Regions from separate parts of the Mus musculus genome. Here region 1 is linked to region 2. A link is a contact called in public HiCAR-type data. All regions are on one chromosome and are shown on one strand. Each heading gives the region's core, a stretch centred on a gene start, on an enhancer-like site or on the middle of the called end of the contact. The rest is flanking DNA. Distances are from core to core; before and after follow the strand shown. Region 1 overlaps Scarb2 (scavenger receptor class B, member 2). Region 2 holds the start of Septin11 (septin 11).

Region 1 (3,761 bases), core at 1,209-3,708, 600 kb before region 2:
AAGTCTGCCCTCCTTGCTTGCTTATTTTAATTCTTTCTTGGGCAATCACTTGCAATCTCTTGAGAACATGGTTGTATCTGACATTAACAGGTCTCACTGTCATTAAGCCTAAGAATCAGACAGACAAGTTAACACCAGCTTTGTTTGGTTTGGTCTTCCATTTGACACCCAGTAACTCCACCATCAGGAGCTGTACATGCATCCATAGTCAACCCCTGACATGTCTATAGAGATGGCTGCCTCTGGCTCAAACACAAACTGAGTTTCATGACTACTGTAGACAATTTCTATTTCCCACAATCCTTCCTCTACTTCCTACTTATGTCATGGGCTAATATCCCCATATCTCAAATTCATATTTTTTAAGTCCTAATTCCAAATCTTCAGTATGTGAGCATATTTGAAGACTGGATTTTTTTTTTTTTTAGAGAGGTGACTGAGGTTAGATGAGGTAATGAACTCGGGAACCAATATGACTAGTTTCCTTATAAGAACAAAAACATAGGAATAAAATGCTCCCAGAAACCATAGGTTATTAAATGAAAATCCAGTGTCAGAATTGGGCTACCTCCCTATGAGTTGTTGTTCGGGGAGACCTCTGAGGCTTCCAGAACAATACAGACAACTGCTACTGCTCTTGGTTGCCTAACAGAACTAAGTGAGAACATATGCTTCAGTCACAGGATGGAGAAATCACCGTGGAATAGGGCCAGAGGCTCCCTCACTGCTAGCTAGAGCCAATAGCCCAGAGTGAAGAAGAATTACCCAACAGTCTTACTCAGATGTGACCCCTGAGTGTCACTGACTGGCCAAGCAAAATTTCACCTACTGGCGCAATAGTGGCAAGCTTGTTAGGGGAATAACCAACCACTTTCTGATTAGATTTGAAGCCTGCTCCACAAGACAGAATTCATATTTGGCATTGTAAACCTGCCAAAACTCCTAGCCTGGAAGGCATAGGCCCTGGTGCCAAAACTCCCGGTGTCTTTTAAGCTAGCAGACATGTGTCCAGCTGCCTTCTAAATAATTATGTCTATGCCCAGGAAATGATGTTGCGGTCAGCTTTAGTCAGAGAAGCGGCTGCTTAGAGTGGACAGAGCTACCTGCAGAGACTTACTACTTGTCAAAGTAAGGTGAACAAGTGACTTGGCTAGCTCAGGCATAAATGGCGTATCTGTGTCACCTCCTCTAAGGCACGGAGGTCCAGCCGTCGTTTCTATCTAATAACTTGCTAAGTCAGTGGGTTGAGATGTGACTGATGGAATAGAAATGCAGAAACAAATCACATGACTCCTTGGCTCCTCCAGCTTCTGAGGTCCTGCTCTAGCGTCTGCTTGGCAAGGCTCATCCTCTCCAGGCAGGAACTCTCTGTCCATGTTAGAAGTAGGTATTTAAAAGCTTTGTGACTCTTTTTCTCACCCATTAGGTATTGGGAATTGAATTTAGGGCCCTGTGGGAAACTAGGTAAGCACTCAACCACTGAGCTACATCTCCAGCTCTGAATAAAAGTTTTAATTATTATTATTGTTATTTTGAAACACTGAGTTACACAGGTTAGCCTTGAGTCAGCCCAGACTGGCTTTAGTTTCACAAATCCTGGGATTACAGGCCTGGCTAAGATCTGGCTTTATCTTATTTCCTGACCTCAAGCCTAAACTAGCTGAGGGCAGAGGGGCAGTAAGCTGAAGAAAGCAGACTAGGTATACACTTGAATTACAAGAACGTCTCTTCCTATACATCTCTCGTATACGGTTTTTGACAGTCTATCAGAAACTATTCATCCAATGCCTAGAAACTGTACCAGGAACTTAAGCTACTTTAAACCAGTGTTGGAATTATGAGAGTGGAGAACCTGGAAATAATAATTACTTCATCTTCCAGAGATCGCTTTTTCTGGTCCAAAACTTTCTAGAAAAAGGCAGGGCAATAACTGTTTCTTCTCCACAAACGCCCCGAGGAAACCTGTACTGGAAGAAACCTGTACTTTCCATTGGACAGCACAGAGGTATCACTTAAGAATGGAGTGGTCATTACAAAGTGAGTTCCAGGACAGCCAGGGCTACACACAGAAACCCTGTCTCGAAAAAAACAAAACAAAACAAAGAATGGAGTGGTCAGCACAGGAAACACCTAATAACGGAAGTCATTAGGGATGAAATCAGCAAACTAAACCGGAAAATTCAGCTCTTCAGCATGTAACCAGCTGAGTTGGCTGTTGACTTCTCGAAACAGTGTAGCATTTACCTTGCCTAGCACGTGGAAGGCTCTAAACTCAATTCCTGGAAGTTGGAGGGTTGGAGGAGTTGGGAGTGGGCAACACAAATCTGGCTTGGGTCTGGAGAGGCTACTTGAAAGCATTACTGTAAATGGAGAAGGGACTGTTGCCAAGGGCAAAAGCTAATAGGGATGTTTTGTTTGCAGGAGTCTCAAGGGTTAGGCTTAAGTTTCATTCCCTGGGAGGAGTGGTCAAGGCTAGAGAACAGTGTCAGGAGAAGTGGGGGTGCCTAGGAGTGGCCGTATCAGCCAGTGAGCAGAGGGCCTCACCTGGAGGCCAGCTATGGTCCAGCATGGGGGAGGGAAGTTCTGTACAGAGAAGAAAGGACTTGGGATCTCACTTATATGTTAAAAAGATCATCTACAAAATTACAACCCCCCCCCCCCAGAACCTCCTGCAAGGGAGAGCTGAACAGCTGGGTAAGCAGCTGGGTTTATACCACTTGGTTTCAGCCAGCTCTGGCAACCCAAGGTATAAAAAATACAAAGTGGGGGGACTTTCCAGAAAGAAAGAAGGCAGAACTCCTTCCAGAAAGGGTGGAAGCCAGATTTCTCGGGCATCTCTAAACTTGTCTTTCTGAGGTTTAGGATAAAAATAAGCCTTTAGAAACCCCGTCTCCTTAAACAGAGCAAATGAAAACACTCCTGGCTAGCACTGAAACAGTCCTTGACAGCTTGCCTGCGTCACCGTTGGTAGCGGACTCTGGCACACCCTGGTGTTCTCCCTGTGGTCAGCCTGACCCATGGCACCTCTCTGCCCTGACTACTTAGAACCGACGCCATCTGAATACACTGTTCTGTTCTCTTTCATAGTCTCAAAACCTCCCCCAGTTTCTATAAAGTTCTTGTATGTTTGTTCTGTGTCATATAGCTGCAGGTTAGGCTAGTCAAGGAGCCCTCTGTAAATCCCAGAAGAGGCCCTGGGCCTTGTGTGTGTGTGTGTGTGTGTGTGTGTGTGTGTGTGTGTCTAAATATGTGTGTCTATGTGTCTGTGCATGTGTGTATGTATGTGTACATGTACGTCTGTGTGTTTGTATCTGTATGTTTCTGTGTATGTGTATGTGTGCATGTGTGCATGTGTGTGTGTGTGTGTGTGTGTGTGTACATCCATGTGTGTTTTGTGCATGTGACTAAGGGGGAACAAGAGAGCAAAGAGAAGCTGTATATGCAACTGCCGACATTTCTAAAAGCAGTGTGTCTTTATCTTTATCTTTTCCTGCATCGGCTCACAAACAGTCACGCTGCCAGCACAGCCAGCTGCCTACTGGGTACCTGCCAGACTCTGGGGCTGTGCTAGAGGCCTCATTGTATCTGAGCTTTAAGTATAGGTCCTACAAGATAAGAATTTCCAGTTTTGCAATTTGTATCGAAGTCAAACACCAAAAGAGCAATGGAAAGAAAACTCCAATTTTGTAGACAAAGAAACAAAAGCACAGACTTCTGCAAGTTGCAAGCCAGTATGTTAAATCATGTCTGGACAAGCCCTG
Region 2 (4,286 bases), core at 552-3,051:
GGGTGAAAGTAAGTCACAGTTCCTGCCTGTTGTCATCTGAGGTTATATATAGCACCGGGCCTCTCCTTTTAATCTTAAAAGGTTTAAGTTTGAATAAGAAATTATTCGCACCCCCACCCCCCACCCCCAACCGAAGAACAAGAAAGCACTGCATTAGAGTCACAGAGGAAAGGTAATTCTTGTTTTTGAGAGCTCTTGCGGAGCACTCGAGTGACATCTTACAAACTCGACACTGTGTAACGGTGTAAATGAGGTCCCTATTCTCAAAAGACATCTTCTCTATAGAACAGGGAGTAATCAGAACAAGTTAGTGCTGTTCAGGTCTGAGTGAGCCAGAATCTGGCTTTACATCAGAGCCTTCCTCTTTCAACACACTCTTCCCTAGGTTCCACCGCCAAGGGTGGAATTCACTCTAGGCAGCTTCTAGCTCCTCACTCACCTACCAGAGCAGCCCAGCATCAGATCAGCTACTGGTGAACCAGTGCTAGTCACTTACCCTCAGCCAAAGACTGGACAGAGAGCATCTGAATCCCGTAGCCAAAAGTGGGTTCCCAGAAACTTGGATGTTTGAAGTCTCAGGTATGACTCTCAGATGCCCGCCCTAGTTCTCCCCCCACGCCCCTGCCCCGTGGGCGCGTTCATGTGGGCTAAATACAGCCCTTCCCTTGCCTCTTCCCCTGCGCTTCAAGTCACCTACTTTCCTCAACTCACGTGAGTAGCTATCCTCACGTGATCGTGGGTCTACCATGCGTGGACACCCACAGCGCATTACACTTCTCCCTGTTAAGCCTATGTCAGATGTATGTACAAGGACCCCGCCATTTCGCCTGCCACTCAGACACTGTAATTATTCCAACATCTGCTGGGGGTGGGGGTGGGGGGAAGTCCTTCTTAGTGGTGGAGGAGCCCTCCCAGTTCCCTGTGCTGTGAGTCGCACCCACTTGTCACCCGCTTCTCGCCTTCGCTGTGCACCACACCCCGCAGCCAGGATTGAGCTTGCACGCCTCCGGGCCCTGGGTCATCCGGTCTGTCTCCGGGATCCAATATCACGTCCACTGACCTCTTCGCACCAGTAACCTCTCCAGTGTGACACGGTGGGAAAAGCTCTGGAGCAAGCTCACAAACGGCTTAATTTTTCCAGCGAGCACTCAAGTTTTTTTAATTAATTAATTAATTTCCCTGTCCCCAGCAGCGGTGGTTGGGTCGTTCACGACTAGGTCCTCTTTTTCTGGAAAAGCGGTCCCCAGCCCGGCCGCACACCACAGCGACGGCTTCCAGCAGCTGGTTTAGTCTCCTTTCTGATGGAAGGCCCAGCAGACCGGCAATTCTTTCCTCGTGGGGCGCGCTCGGCCCTAGTAAGTTACCCACCGCACCTTCTAAGAGGGCTCCTCCGGGTGGGGCGTGTCACCAGGTCAATTTTCCAGAGGTACAACCTCTGCACCCTGCGGTCCCCTAGCCTCCCTGCCCCACCCCATAGCAGCCCCAGGTGCCGGCTCCGCGCAGCGCGTGGCAGCTCGGGGTTGGGACCTCCGCGCCTAGGCTTTTACGCGGACCCCAGCACGTGTTGCAACAGGGGGAGTGTCGGGCAGTGTCCCGGCACAGGACGCTTTAATGGGACGGAAGAAAGCCACAGGAAGGAAGGTGGCTGACTTCAAAGCGTATCATCTTATCAGCTGACCAGGATCACGGTTCACCTGCTGCGTTCGTCTGCTCGGCTGGGGCTGGGGATCTCTCTGCACCCCCGTCCCGGGGCAGCTAATGGTCGAGTCCAGGCGGGAGGCCATGTTGCTGGAATAAAGCGGGCGGGGCGGCGCGGGCGAGCAGATGCGGCTGGAGGCGCGCGGGAGCCGGGCGCGAGCAGGGCGCAGCCGCGAGGGAGGCGCGGGGGAGGCCAGCGGGAGCCGGAGCACCAGCAGCAGCCAGTGTCGGTAAAGAGCAGCCAGAGCCACAGTCGCGATGGCCGTGGCGGTGGGGAGACCGAGTGTGAGTACTGGGGCCTCACTTCTCTAGCGTGCTGATCCCGGGGCGCCGGGTGGTCTCCGCTTCGGGGCGCGTGCGGGTGGAGACTTGCGGGGATCAGGAGGGGGGCTCTGGGTGGTGGCTGTTGGGGGCTGTGGGTGTGTGCATGAATTTGGGCGCGCGTCTGGGGCGGAGGGGAGCTTGGGGAGCCCGCAGGCTCAGAGCCTACCTGATGCAACATTAGATCGCTTTGGCGCGCCCCTGTTTCGGGGATGTGGGAAGAAAAGGACCCTTCTGTGAGGCGCCCTTAGAAGAGATTGCTTGAGCTGCTGCTTTCCCCAGCTACCTCTCTCTCACGGCGCACAAGGCTTAGCTGGTGACAGAGGAGGAAGGCGCTGACTGAGGAGGGTTTCCTCGCGGTTCTCTCGCGCCCTGGGGGCGATCCGGGCATGAGAATTGGGTGCTGAAGCGCTGTGTCACACGGCCGTAGAAGCGGGTCAAAGGGGTGGGATTTCCGTGGTGGTTTACTCCCCCCCCCCCCGGGTGCATTGTGAAATTCCGGACACCCTCAGGCGCCCACCCGGGTGACCCGGGCCCTGCCCAGGATGTGGACAAAGCCCTAGGCACACACACACACACACACACACAAAGTTTTCAAAGGGCTCCCTTTCGGGGTGGGTGGAAGTCCTGAAATACTCTGCGGCTGGCAGGCCGGGGGCGGCAGTAGTGAATACGGGGCTCCGGGAAGAGGAAGGGAGGGTGCGTGCCTGGAGAAGTGTCCCAGCACCCGAAGTCAGAGAGGGGATGCTCTGGGCTGGGGTACGCGCCACGGGCTGTGCCTCTGGGAGTGTAGGCTCTGGGTTTCCAACTCCGGCAGCCAGCTAGAGCGAGTAGGACTTTGAGGATGTAGTTTAGGGTCTGCTCTCTAGCCTAGGGTGAAAAGGAGGGAAGGGGCGGTGGCGGCAGTGGCCGCCTTTCCTTTTTATTGAAAGGAGCCAAGCCCAGTGGGAAAGGCGGAGTCCTCTTCTCTCGGGTTTTCTTTGTCAACGTTCATTGCCCACTTTTGCCTGGTCTGCCCTGGGGGCGACTCCGGGGGAGTCCTTCCCTGGCTAGTACCCCATCTTTTTTTTTTAAATTTTCCCTTTCGAACTTTGCAGCTAGCTTCAGGTGGTGGCCTGACATTTTGCAGATACAGAGAAAAGTCTTAGATGTTGAAAGCTGCCAAACCCCAGATGCTGAGTCTCTTGGCTCTCCCCACTTACATCTCTACACACACACACACACACCCTTCTGCACCCCCTGAGGAGTCTTAGCCCAGCAGGAAGTTCATGGGGTCACTGCAACATTACCTCAATTTGATGGTTTTGCTGCAGTTTGAGGTTCTTTGAAAGACTTTTCCCCCCCACAATCAGAAAATGTTCCCTGGTCATCATTAAGTGTTTGTGTGGGTCTTTTTAGACCTTTCAAACTCTGTTAAATGACACATTCTTAAGAATTTTGGCTTCCTCTTCAAAACACAAATTATGCCCTTGTTGATTGGTGCGAGGCTGTCCTTACTGAGGGGATTTGCTTAGTCTCTGGGCTGACCTCTTTATTACTATGGTAAGGAAATCAAGGTTAACTCTTGGCCTTATTTTTCAGGGCACAGATTCAAAGAACTAAAATAACAATGTATGTTTTAGAAGCCTCTGCAAGTGTCTGGGAACCCACTTATCCTGTGTAGGGGGTGGTCCCCCCCCCCCCCCCCCAGTAACACCTATCGCCAGTGCATTCTTGAGGGCTGGGGGAGGTGGTCGGAATAATTTGCTGCACATTTCCAATAAATTAGTAAGTTCATCTATGTCAATTAAATAGGAACAATATGTGAGTTTGAGATTTAGCTGTGTGGCTGTAATTATATCCAACTCCGTGTCTGCCCGCCATATGTGAGCTTACAACCACAGAGTCCTTCCTTGTGCAGGACCTTTCGTTCAGATAGTAGGGGAGGGGAGGTTCTGAAGGCATGTGGATACAGAGAAGATCCCTTCTTTATGCAAATTCTCTGTCGTCACTGCAATTAAGATGGAATTACTTAAAACCTGAACATAAGACACTGGTTCCCCAGTCGTAGGAGTGGTCAGGAATGGACTCTGAAGTCGGATAAGACTTTGGGGAGACTGCAGAGCGTGGTCAGACTGTTTCAGTTTGTTCTCTGGAATATGGAATTGGTGTGCTCAGAACAACTCCCGTGAATGCAGAAGAGTCCCCAAGCCCAGCTCCTAGATGGCTGTGCTGCCTCTGTAATGTTGACATTTTTCTACCTCTCCAATCCTTCTATCTGCTCTGTG

The links. HiCAR-type assays count read pairs that join an accessible place to other places.
Region 1: a contact with region 2 is called in a HiCAR-type map of astrocytes, with 2.5 times the contacts expected there. The contact joins the enhancer-like site here to the promoter of Septin11 in region 2. A contact is called at or near these places in 1 of 39 promoter capture datasets (cranial neural crest), 1 of 484 Hi-C or Micro-C datasets (muscle stem cells) and 4 of 115 datasets of contacts at active chromatin or transcription factors (astrocytes, bone marrow-derived macrophages, embryonic forebrain and 1 more).

The regions. Positions count from the first base shown.
Region 1 is chr5:92,486,188-92,489,948 of GRCm38.p6, forward strand. All of the region lies in intron 1 of Scarb2 (scavenger receptor class B, member 2), which reads right to left. Among named protein-coding and RNA genes, the nearest start is that of Scarb2, 18 kb to the right of the region's middle. Within about 2 kb of position 2,459, at least 126 of the 459 cell types and tissues checked have an H3K27ac peak or open chromatin away from gene starts, as enhancers often do. A contact at or near this core is called in astrocytes, muscle stem cells and stem cell-derived neural progenitor cells, where this site is marked.
Region 2 is chr5:93,091,615-93,095,900 of GRCm38.p6, forward strand. Septin11 (septin 11) reads left to right here and starts at 1,802. Exons shown (of 10, transcript NM_001009818.2): 1 at 1,802-1,983. The coding sequence starts at 1,957.